Regions from separate parts of the Mus musculus genome. Here all the other regions are linked to region 2. The links are chromatin contacts, called in public promoter capture Hi-C maps. All regions are on one chromosome and are shown on one strand. The core of a region is the stretch at or near the end of the contact, and the rest is flanking DNA. Distances in the headings are between cores, read along the strand shown.

What was found. Promoter capture Hi-C pulls out the DNA fragments that hold promoters and counts their contacts. Capture Hi-C pulls out chosen DNA fragments and counts their contacts.
Region 1: a promoter capture Hi-C map of adipose tissue shows a contact between it and region 2. The contact joins the promoter of Tnk2os here to the promoter of Ubxn7 in region 2. A contact is called at or near these places in 2 of 115 datasets of contacts at active chromatin or transcription factors (acute myeloid leukemia and effector CD8 T cells) and 3 of 9 other capture datasets (adipose tissue, embryonic stem cells and macrophages).
Region 3: a contact with region 2 is called in a promoter capture Hi-C map of embryonic stem cells, with 2.5 times the contacts expected there. The contact joins the enhancer-like site here to the promoter of Ubxn7 in region 2. A contact is called at or near these places in 8 of 39 promoter capture datasets (the 3T3-L1 cell line, 3T3-L1-derived adipocytes, the C10 cell line and 4 more), 1 of 15 datasets of contacts at CTCF or cohesin (the NIH/3T3 cell line), 1 of 115 datasets of contacts at active chromatin or transcription factors (extraembryonic endoderm stem cells) and 1 of 9 other capture datasets (macrophages).

What each region holds. Positions count from the first base shown.
Region 1 is chr16:32,666,480-32,669,982 of GRCm38.p6, forward strand. It overlaps Tnk2os (tyrosine kinase, non-receptor 2, opposite strand), which reads right to left and starts at 1,718. Exons shown (of 3, transcript NR_033493.1): 1 at 1,476-1,718; 2 at 1-221. It overlaps Tnk2 (tyrosine kinase, non-receptor, 2), which reads left to right. Exons shown (of 16, transcript NM_016788.3): 4 at 1,742-1,963; 5 at 2,908-3,060; 6 at 3,474-3,503.
Region 2 is chr16:32,330,551-32,334,392 of GRCm38.p6, forward strand. Ubxn7 (UBX domain protein 7) reads left to right here and starts at 1,702. Exons shown (of 11, transcript NM_177633.4): 1 at 1,702-1,810. The coding sequence starts at 1,738.
Region 3 is chr16:32,687,878-32,691,441 of GRCm38.p6, forward strand. No RefSeq gene overlaps it. Among named protein-coding and RNA genes, the nearest start is that of Gm34766, 9.0 kb to the right of the region's middle. Within about 2 kb of position 2,139, at least 38 of the 459 cell types and tissues checked have an H3K27ac peak or open chromatin away from gene starts, as enhancers often do. A contact at or near this core is called in embryonic stem cells and extraembryonic endoderm stem cells, where this site is marked.

The DNA of each region.
Region 1 (3,503 bases), core at 468-2,967, 340 kb after region 2:
TGAGAGAGGAAGTGAGCCAGCCAGGGCCTCTCTCTCTACTTCTGGCCTCAGAACTGGGGTGAGGGGTGAGCAGGGCAGAACAGCTGGACTGGGATTGGGCAGTAGAAATTTTCTGGCTGCAGTCTGGCAAAGGGGCTGTCTCTTGAGAGCCTGTGGCCTTTTCTGGGGACACAGTCCTGGTCCATCGCCCAGGTTTTTGCAGAGGATGAATGTGTGGCGACCTATTGACAATAGAGAAAAGCAGTGTGGGAATTTTGGATCTTACCCCAGTTCATAGTAGGTCTCTGGGTGATCAGTGGTCCTTTCTAAAATTGTCATGTCTTTGGTAAACCAGCATTGGCTCCATTACCCAGCTTACCATGTAGGACTGTGCAAAGGGCCTCGTGGCTGCAGTGGCGAAAGTAGATCTTGTAAATTGAACTTATTGGCAAATATTAGGAAAATACTGGGAGGAGGGGACAAAGTCCAAACAGGTCCTCAGATTTGAGCTGCCCTTAGTGTTTGATTTCGGGACAAGGGGCTGAGGGGCATATTTTACATACCAAAGCAGACCTGGCCTCCAGGGTCTCCCAGCATCCCTCAGTCCCTACCTGGCATACTCTGCCCGCCCCACCCCCCACCCCCAACTCAGAACTTTCCAGCCCAGGGGCTGCCCTTCTCCCAGAGGCTCTTCCCTAGTAACCCAGACATTTCCATCTCTCTCTGACTCTTTCTGTCTGTCTGTCTATCTCCTTCTCTCCCTCCCGCCCCTTTCTTCTCTCTGTGCACACCCTCTCTTTCTTTCTCTTTTCCGCCCATACCCCCACTTTCCCCATGACCACTCTAATGTGGCTTGAGTTGGCTCACTTCACCAGCTGGGGAGAAAGAACCTATCACTCAGCACACACGGGTAAGGTTGGCCAGCTCTGAGGGCAACGAGAAGAGTCTGTAGCCTGGCACTAGAGCTTTAGATGCCCAGTGGAGGGGCCAAGTCAGATTGCATGGCCAGGTGAGTTCCTTCATAGCCCCCCTCTTCCTGTCTCTTGACCTTTGGCCCTTCTTTCTCCAAAACAGGCCTTGGAGACCCCTCTAGTCTTCCTTCCTTCTCAGCCCTTGGCTCTAGGCGCCCCTCCAGAAATCCAGCTGTCTTTCCAGGCCCTTCTCCAGCAAAGACTGGCTTCATTTGCACTACATACACACACATAACACATACTCATGGGTCAACCTCAGACTAAAATTATCTTCTCCCCTGGGCAGGATGAAGGGCAGCCGACTCCCCAGGGAGGATAGAGACAGACAGTGCCAAATGGTTAACCCAGAGAAGGGGCCAGGGCTAAAAATGGACAGGGAGGTGTTTGGAGGGCCCCTCGGGCTCCTACCCTCTCTTTGTATGCTAGGGGCAAGAGGCTGTGCCGTTTAGGAGGTTCAGGAAGGGAAGGGTAAGATGGGGAGGAGCTGAAGGCCAGGGCTGCCAGGGCTGGGGCTTGGGGGTGTACCTGGAGGGCTTTGGGCTATCTCTGTCTTCACAGACCGTTTTGGGGTTAACTTCATCCACAAGCAGCATCTTCATCTGTTTTTGACGACTACCCTGAGGCTTCAGCTGTGGGTTCCCCGTTAGGGTGTACGCTAGAAGTGTGTGCCTTTAACAGGCTGCCCCTGGCAGCTTGGCAAAGCCAGGAGCTGTCTGAGGCTTACCAGTAGGGTGGGACTGAGTGCCTCTGGGGCCCTGGGTTCCATCTGGCTTCTGGCTGCTTTCAAACAGGTGTTCAGTGGAAAGCGGTTGGAGGCCGAGTTCCCTTCCCAGCACTCTCAGAGCACCTTCCGGAAGCCCTCCCCCACCCCAGGGAGCCTGCCAGGGGAGGGGACCCTGCAGAGCCTCACCTGCCTCATTGGGGAGAAAGACCTACGCCTGCTGGAGAAGCTGGGGGATGGCTCCTTTGGCGTGGTGCGCAGGGGTGAATGGGACGCCCCCGCAGGGAAGACGGTGAGCTCTGGGGTGGGCACCTCTCCCCTTCTGTCAGGCGACAAGTGACTAGGGACAGTTGTGAAAGTACTCACCTTTTGAGCCATGTTCAGGTTTAACTGAGCACAGTGATTTCTTTTTTTCAAGTCTAAAGATAGTTTGCTTACTATGAAAGATTGGACACGGAAAAATGAAAGGCAAAGGCCTGCAGCTCCCACTGCCCGGCTGAGGCAGGGCTGCAGCGCCCCCTCCTGCCACCCCAACCCCTGCAGGGATTTGTTGTGAGACAGCATCTTGGGTAGACCAGGGTGGCTTTGAACCTGCAGTGACAAAGTATTTTCTGTCCCTTTATCCTTTCCTTCCTTCATGGTCTTGGATCAGCTTTGAAGCAAGTGCTGTGCCACTGAGCTATGTCTCATCACTAAGATAGAAATTAGATTTACATATTTAAGTCATAGCCTTTTTTCTCTTAATTAAAACTCCCTAGTGGATAACCACACACAAACATACACGTATGGGGTGTGGGGGGATACAGATTATTGTAAATATATAGGGCCAGATGCACTTCCCAGACAGTATATTAATATTGCTAGCACCCAGCAGGATTTGTCAAGCCCTGGCCACTCAGCACCCCTTTTTCCAAGGTGGGGGGCATCCATAGATTATGGCATTATAGTTCAACTATATTATTGTTCTGTCTTTATATTGCTCATCTCTTAATTTATTGTCACTGCTAATTTGGGAATTTGCCCAGAAAGAAGAGGCCCACATTTAGTGACCTTTAGAGGTCAGTCAGCTGCCACCCTCTTGCAGTGCAGAGGATGTAGGATATAAACTGATGGCATGCTTGTGCACTCAGATGAACAGGTCTGACGCAAGGGGCTTTACTCTGAGTTGGAAGGTGCAGTTAGCTCAGTGTTGGGAACCATGAAGGTCTAACGCCCTGCTAATCCTGCACTGGGCAGGTGAGTGTGGCCGTCAAGTGCCTGAAGCCTGACGTGCTGAGCCAGCCAGAGGCCATGGACGACTTCATCCGGGAGGTCAATGCCATGCATTCACTAGACCACCGAAACCTCATTCGCTTGTATGGTGTGGTGCTCACACTACCCATGAAGATGGTGAGTGGCTGGGTGGGAGGGAAGGCCAGAGGGCTACCTGCAGTCTGGGCTCCCAGACGCACTCTTCCTCCTGCCTGCTCCAGTTTCCCGCCACAAGTGGCAAAGGGGTTTACCAGGGTACTGCCTAGTGCTGTCATCTCTGGATTTTCTACTGCTCACTGGCAAGATGTGCCCATAGGAATGGCTGGCCCTTGACATGAGTTATCTTTGGAGTTTTTAGCCTGGGCCTCTTTGGAATGCTTTATTCTGGGGTTTAGATTCTTGGGGGTGACTGAAGGGACAGGTCAGAAACGAACATGGAGTTCGTTCATTGGAGCTATGGTCGACCTCCAGAAAGAGACTGGGAACTTTGCCTTTGAGAGAGTGGCATCGATCTACCGGATTTATCCTGTCTGTCTTCTGTGTGGCCTCAGGTGACAGAGCTGGCACCTCTGGGATCTTTG
Region 2 (3,842 bases), core at 452-2,951:
AAGGCTGCTACACTCAAGAACTCACTGCAGTTACGGTTACCCACCCAAGATCAAGCTGGTAAGAGGCAGCCATCCAGGAGGTAGCATTCATGGATTAGGCTCAATGGAGTTGATGTGGGGGTGGGGGCACGTGAAAGTGGGAGGGATGTGTAAGAATGTCCAGGGGAAAATGAGTAAGGAGGTAGAGGTGGATATGATCAAGATACCCGATAAACATATATGAAACCATCAAAGTATAAATAAAAACTATCCTAAATAACTGAAATTGGTCAGGATTTCTATTGTTGTCATGAAACACCTTGGCCATAAAGCAAGTTGGGGAGGAAAGGGTTTATTTGGCTTATACTTCTACATTGCTGTTAACCACTGAAAAAACAGGGCAGGAACCTGGAGGCAGGAGCTGAGGTAGAGGCCATGGAGGGGTGCTGTTAACTGGTTTGCTTCCCATGGTGTGCTAGCCTGCTTGCTTATAAAAGCAGGGACCACCAGTCCAGGCATGGCACCGCCCATAGGCGGGCCCACTTTCACTGGTCACTCACTGAGAAAATACAGCTGGATCTCATGGAGGCTTTTCCTCCCCTGAGGCTCCTTTTTCTCTCACGACTCTAGCTTGTGTCAAGTTGACACACCAGCAATGCAATAAGTATTTAGAATTGTGCAAGTTACACACTATTACCTTATTTAAAAATAAAGTATGAAAACTAAGCTAAATGCCCCTTTCTTTTTTCTTTCTTTTGTTTTTTTAAAGATTTATTTATTTAAATGTAAGTACACTGTAGCTGTCTTCAGACATTCTAGAAAAGGGCATCAGACCTCATTACGGATGGTTGTGAGCCACCATGTAGTTGCTGGGATTTGAACTGAGGACCTTGGGAAGAGCAGTCAGTGCTCTCAACTGCCGAGTCATCTCATCAGCCCTCCTAATGCCCCTTTCATCATGTTTTTTTTTCGAGACAGAGTTTTTCTGTGTAGCCCTGGCTGTCCTTGTCATTCTGTAGACCAAGCTGGCCTCAAACTCAGAAATCCGCCTGCCTCAGTCTCCCAAGTGCTGGGATTAAAGGAATGTGCCACCACTGCCCGGCTCATCAAGTTCTTTTTTAGTTGTAACTATTATCGGTGTTTTCAGGACCACTTTCCAGTGTTCTCTTTATTTTATTTACTGTATCTGCATATATCTTTGTTTAAGGATAAAAAACAACTCCCCCCCCAAAAAACCTCCCGATTTAATATCTTTAGAAAGTAAGAATGAGCCTGGGGGGAGATATACTGAGACATTTGTTGAAGAAAAACAGAGCGAACAATCATTTACTAAAGTCTACTATAGACTGGTTCATTTTTTACTAAGCTATTAACTTACACTTTAGAATTTAAGAAACGTCACATAAAACCAAACAAAATACCTACTTTATGTGAAACCCTGAGCGTTTCATCAAGAGTTTGGTATTTCAGGTCTGAAGATTCTTTGGGATGTTGGGATTCAATGCGGTACTTAGGAGGATATCTCCGGAATTCAGAGAAGGCACCAAATGTTTCAAAGAATAGCTACCAGCCAGCAGCACAGGCTTCAAACCAAAGCGGCGGCTCGCGGAGAGTACGCCTGCGCAAAACGCGCACAGACAGGGAGAGGGCGGAGCTTCGGGCCTGCCAGTGCGCCTGCGCACAGCACGCCGCGGAGTGGGGGAGGGAGCCCCGTGTGTGTCTGTGTTGTTGTTCCGCGGCGGCGGCGGCGGCGGTAAGATGGCTGCCCACGGGGGCTCCGCGGCGTCGTCGGCGCTGAAGGGGTTAATCCAGCAGTTCACCGCCATCACCGGTAAGAGACGCGGTTACGGGAAGGTGAAGAGTCGGCTACGGGGAGGCTGTCGGGGCTGTCCCGGGCTTCGCCTCACCTTGGTGCATTCCTCACTCGGGCTCTCCCCTCAGCTCCTGCCCTCTCCTGAGGCACAGGCGACGACGGCGGCGGCGGCCGGGGTCTGCGGTTCAGGCGGGAGGCAGGTTTCCCCCGCCCCCACCCCGCGCGTGCCCCTCAGTCCCTGGATTCGGTCTCCCCTTATTCCCAGACAGGCCCCCCACGCCCCCAGCCGGTCCAGTACAGGGGATGGGCCGAGCCCGCGGTGCCAGGGGCCCGGGACCTGCGGGCCGGAGGAGTAGGGGGCCGCACCCGGGCCACCGCCCTCTTCCTCCCTCATCACCTCCTCTCGGTATCGTGCTGCCCGCGGACCAGGCGGTGCAGTCCGTTCCCCCCATGCCATCCTCTCTTCCCGGCCAGGTCATCGTCCCTGTCCCTCGGCCCCGGCCTACCCTTCCCCTCGCTGGGCCCCCCCGGAGCCTTGGCGGTGGCCCTGCCGTGTGAGGGCCGTCTCGCTTTAACGGTGAGGCGGGTGGGTTCTGCTGCGCCTTCACACATCCCGGGGGACTTGCCGCCGGGAACAAGGGGTGCGGAGGGGCACCTTAGGGACCGAGGGTTTCACATAGGAATAGGGGGGGGGGGAACCCTGAGCTTAGTGTGTGTGTGAGGCCTAAAGTAATCCTGGGTGGCCTTTCCCACCTCCTCATAATAAAACCAAACATCGAGACGATGGCGCCCGAGTCTTTGCTGATAAAATGGGGATGGCGGCAGAAACTTCTTGCAGAGAAATCTGTTTCTAGGTGTCAGTATCCGTGAAACCTTAGGCCTAGGTTTCTCTTTCCCTTCGGACCCCGACGAAGGGCAAACGCAGGTTCTCTTACCCGCCGGGAGGAAAGACTTTAAGCCATTCTGTGAATGCGCTATGTCTTGTTTCTCTCCGATGGTGCTGAACTTTTTTTGCATGAGTTATTAGAGGGCGGAGCAAATGATGAAGTTCTCTGTGGAGTGATTTGAGAGAACAGTACTCCATGTGCCTGAGTGTGATTTTGCTGTTCTAGTTTGTCATTTTGAAAAGAGGTCAGAAAGTTAGTTCCCCCTCTCAACAGGACTATCCTTTCTTTGATAATAATTTGTTTGATGCGGAGAATATTTCTAGTTTGTGTTCTTTTTTTCTAGTTTGTGTTCTTGAGTCTGACGTGTAAGATCTTTATTTTAACCAATACATGCTATTTGCAGTTTTATAATTGAAGCTAGTTTTATTTTTTGTTCGGCAACGATAATTAAGTGGCTGATGCGTTGTTTTCTGTCTTGTCACATGAAATATGTCAAAGCTGGTAAAACAAGATTTGTAATAAAATTGAGGTGAAAAGTAAGATAACTGAAATGTTGTTAAGCTTTGTGGTGGGGTTATTTTATTTATAATAACATGTGGATTTCCCAGTGCCTTACCAAACCAACATTATGGAAAGAAACTAGATTTCTGTGTATACAAGTTAATACTGCTACATTGCTTGCCTAAAAAAAAAAAAAAAATCTAGTGAGTCACACAGAGAAATATTAATCTTTCTTTGGATTTTATAAATATAGTTTAAGGTCTTACTATTTAACCTTAGGATTTTTGGGCAAGTTACTATTACTTTATTTTCATCTGTGAATTGGAAACTCAATTGTTTTAATCTCACATTATTTCTTCTTCTTCTTCTTTTTTTTTTTTTTCTTTTCTTTTCTTTTTTCTTTTTTGGTTTTTTTGAGACAGGGTTTCTCTGTATAGCCCTGGCTGTCCTGGAACTCACTTTGAAATCCAGGCTGGCCTCAAACTCAGAAATCTGCCTGCCTCTGCCTCCCGAGTGCTGGGATTAAGGCGTGCCACCATGCCCAGCTCTCACATTATTTCTTATGCAACATTTTCAAAATATATACTCAGGACCCAAAATGCCTTGAAATAAATTTAATACTAATTTGTTTGCCAGTTTAGTCTATACATCTTGTTTTTGGC
Region 3 (3,564 bases), core at 889-3,388, 360 kb after region 2:
TTCAACCATCTATAACTCCACTTCTAGGGCATCTGATTCTCTTCTGGCCTCTGCAGGTGTGAGGGAGACAGACACACGGTGCAAAGACCAAGGATGCAGGTCAAGTCCACGCACATAAGATAATAGAGTAAGTGTCGTCTGGCCTGCTGATCTTTTGGAAGGAAAGAGTGGCTTTACCTGGAGAGCATGGCTCTGGGCACTAGAGCTCAGTAAGGCAGAGAGGACATTCTGCCGAGTGACAGGCCACCCACTAAACGAATCCTGCCGGTTCTGACAAATCAGGAGCTTAGCATCAAGCATCAGCCACTCTGCCCCAATCTCCACCCTAATGCTCTCAGTTTGCCTTAACAAACCAACAAGGCCGCTTTTGGCAACAACAGTTTGTTGTTGTTGTTTTGTTTGTGTGTTTGTTTTGTTACACTCAGAGATATCTTATAGATCATTTTTTTTAACTTTAAAGATCCATTCATTCATCATATGTGAGTGCACTGTAGCTGTCTTCAGACACACCAGAAAAGGGCGTCAGATCTCATTATGGATGGTTGTGAGCCACCATGTGGTTGCTGGGAATTGAACTCAGGACCTTTGGAAGAACAGTCAGTGCTCTTAACTGCTGAGCCATCTCTCCAGCCCTATAGATCATTTTTTAACTCTATTTAAGAAAACTTAAAAAAAAACAAAAAACAAACAAACAAACAAACAAAACACTGTTGCGTGAGTTGCCAGCATGTAAGAATCTGTTGTAAAGAGTGTATTTCAGAAGGCTTTTGTAGGAGCAGGACACTGCGGTTGTTTGTGTGTGTGTGTGTGTGTGTGTGTGTGTGTGTGTGTGTGAGAGAGAGAGAGAGAGAGAGAGAGAGAGAGAGAGAGAGAGAGAGAGAGAGAGAGAGAATGAATCAGGAATGCAATGCACTGTTTTGGCTGTGTTTCCTACACCCCAGGTCTTCCTGTTGGTTTTTGCCTGGTCAACCTGCTAGCTCTTGCAATGTTACTGTGTGTAGCAGAAGCCGATTCGGGTTTACCCAGCCTGGGGAATAAACTCAGGGTTTGTTGGGCAATCTGTCAGCCCTGTTGACAGAACACAAGCTGAATAGACAGTCTGTGCCCCTGGGAGTGACATCATTGTGGCAAAATGGCAAATGCTCTGTGTCATTGTGTACCCAGGGAGGTGGTTCCCCAGAAAGCGACTCTGCTGACTTGGTAGATAATAAAATTACCAGGAAAGTGACATGGGGTGACCGTGTTTCAGTGGTTAGCTGTTAGCTCACAGAATGGACTGGCTTGCTCCTGACCCATTCTCTTTTTGTTGGGGTTTGGGGGAGAGAGGTTGAAGGTTTGAAGGTGCTTCTCATATCCTGGTGAATAACAAGCCTGCTGGGTTCCTTTTGGTCTGTAGATGGGGGTGGAGGAGGACACTCTCTTTAAGCTGGATTGATCCACTTAACAATAGTGTGGCCAAAGGGAAAGAAGAATCTAGCATGCCCCCCCCCTTGCACTTTGGAGGCAAAAGGTGTTTTTAATTTGAAGCAATTTAGTTTTTATGGAACTTTGAACTTGGAGAATGGCTCCCCTGGCTTCTGGATGCAGGAGTTCTCAATGGCGGTCCCGCAGCTGCCAGCCGCCGCCAGGTAAAATGCTAAGATGAGAAACTAAACTGTGCGGTTTTTCCTTAAATTTATTCCGTTTCTCAAACATGTATGAGACAGATGTAAGTAGTGGAGGTAGTAGATAGTACCTTTGCTCCCAGGGCCTTATATTTGGATACTCTGTATCAAGGATTGCTTGAAACTGATCTGCAGAACCTGAGCAATTGCACGTTTGTGTCGACAGCGCCACCTACCGGTAAGATGAGACACTACCCATTTGAGTTAAATTTGAGAGTGTAGGGGGCTAAGGTTGTATGAAGTCGTTTCCCAGCAAATCATTTAAGAGTCTAAACCCTGCTGGTAGGGACTCAGCCCAGGTAAACTTGGGAAGGAATATGTTCGCCTACCATCTGGTACAAAACGGGGATCAGCTAGGGTCTAATGCAAAGAGAAAGGACATTAGAACCCTGTTTCTATGGACAGTTATGGAGGCTCTGAAGGAGGCCAACCAGAGCCAGGGAGAGAAACCAGTGCTCCAGGAGTTAAGTGCTAGGATATTAAAGGCTCAGGCAGAGCACGCAGCGACTCCACCGGAAGTCCCGGCACTACTCCCTTGTGCTGTGTTGACCTTCCTTCTATTTGTCTTCTTTGGTTTTTGTTTGTTAAAGTTTGTTTGTTTGTTTATTATATGTAAGTACACTGTAGCTGTCTTCAGACACCCCAGAAGAGGGCATCAGATCCCATTACGGATGGTTTTAAGCCACCATGTGGTTGCTGGGATTTGAACTCAGAACCTCTGGAAGAGCAGTCAGGGCTGTTTTGTTTTGTTTTGTTTTGTTTTTGTTTTTGTTTTTTCGAGACAGGGTTTCTCTGTACAGCCCTGGCTGTCCTGGAACTCACTCTGTAGACCAGGCTGGCCTTGAACTCAGAAATCCGCCTGCCTCTGCCTCTGAGTGCTGGGATTAAAGGCGTGCACCACCACGCCTGGCTACTCTTTGTTGTTTTTTATGACTGCTGTAATGCCCATTGTAGAATTGGGACAGTCAGCAGAGCGCATTAGAAAAGTTAATTAGTCAGAAAAATACGTGAAACTTGATATATTAGTTTTATCTGTGCAGACATGTATGTATTAATCTTATAAAAATAAGTACATCTGGTGAATGTTAAATTATAAACTGCTTCTTATTTTTTTAAGATTTATTTATTTTTATTTTATATGCATGAGTGTTTGCCTGTATGTCTGTGCATGTATGTATGTATGTATGTATGTATGTATGTATGTATGTATGTATGATTTCCTGTGTGTATGCGTATGTGTCTGAGACGAGAAGAGCGCGTCAGCTCCCCTGGAACCGGATTCCAGGAAACTGTGAGCAACCACAGGTAAGTTCTGGGAACAGAACATGGTTCCTCTGCAAGAGTAGCAGACTCTCTCATCTACTGATCCAATATCTCCAGCACTGTAAACTACTTTTAAATTGTTCACGTTTTATGCTACTGACTTTTCATCTTGAACATCCTTGAAACACTACATACTTTGCCTTCTGTGGATAAACTCTTGTTGTGTAAGACATTATTTTGTTAACATTTCTCTTGCACACGCTCAACTGGCCAGGAAGAATGACGCTGCAACAGGATCCTTCTGCACACGTTTACTGGGAGAGCATTGATTGCATAGGCGAAAGAAGAACAACCCCAAACAAGGAAAATGATGCTGCTTATATACCCCTCCATGTGACATGTCAGCTCCTGATTAGCTGCTCACTCATTACCCCACTACTACGCCCCGGGATGGGCAGTAACTTCGCACGAATTTACTCTTGCACCTGCGCACATTACTTGTTTACCAGTTAGGCACAGCGGAGGCTTGTGATGGCAATTGCTCACGGCTCTCCACGCATTTCTATGTTTTTTTTTGTTTTGTTTTGTTTTTGTTTTTTTTGAGACAGGGTTTCTCTGTGTAGCCCTGGCTGTCCTG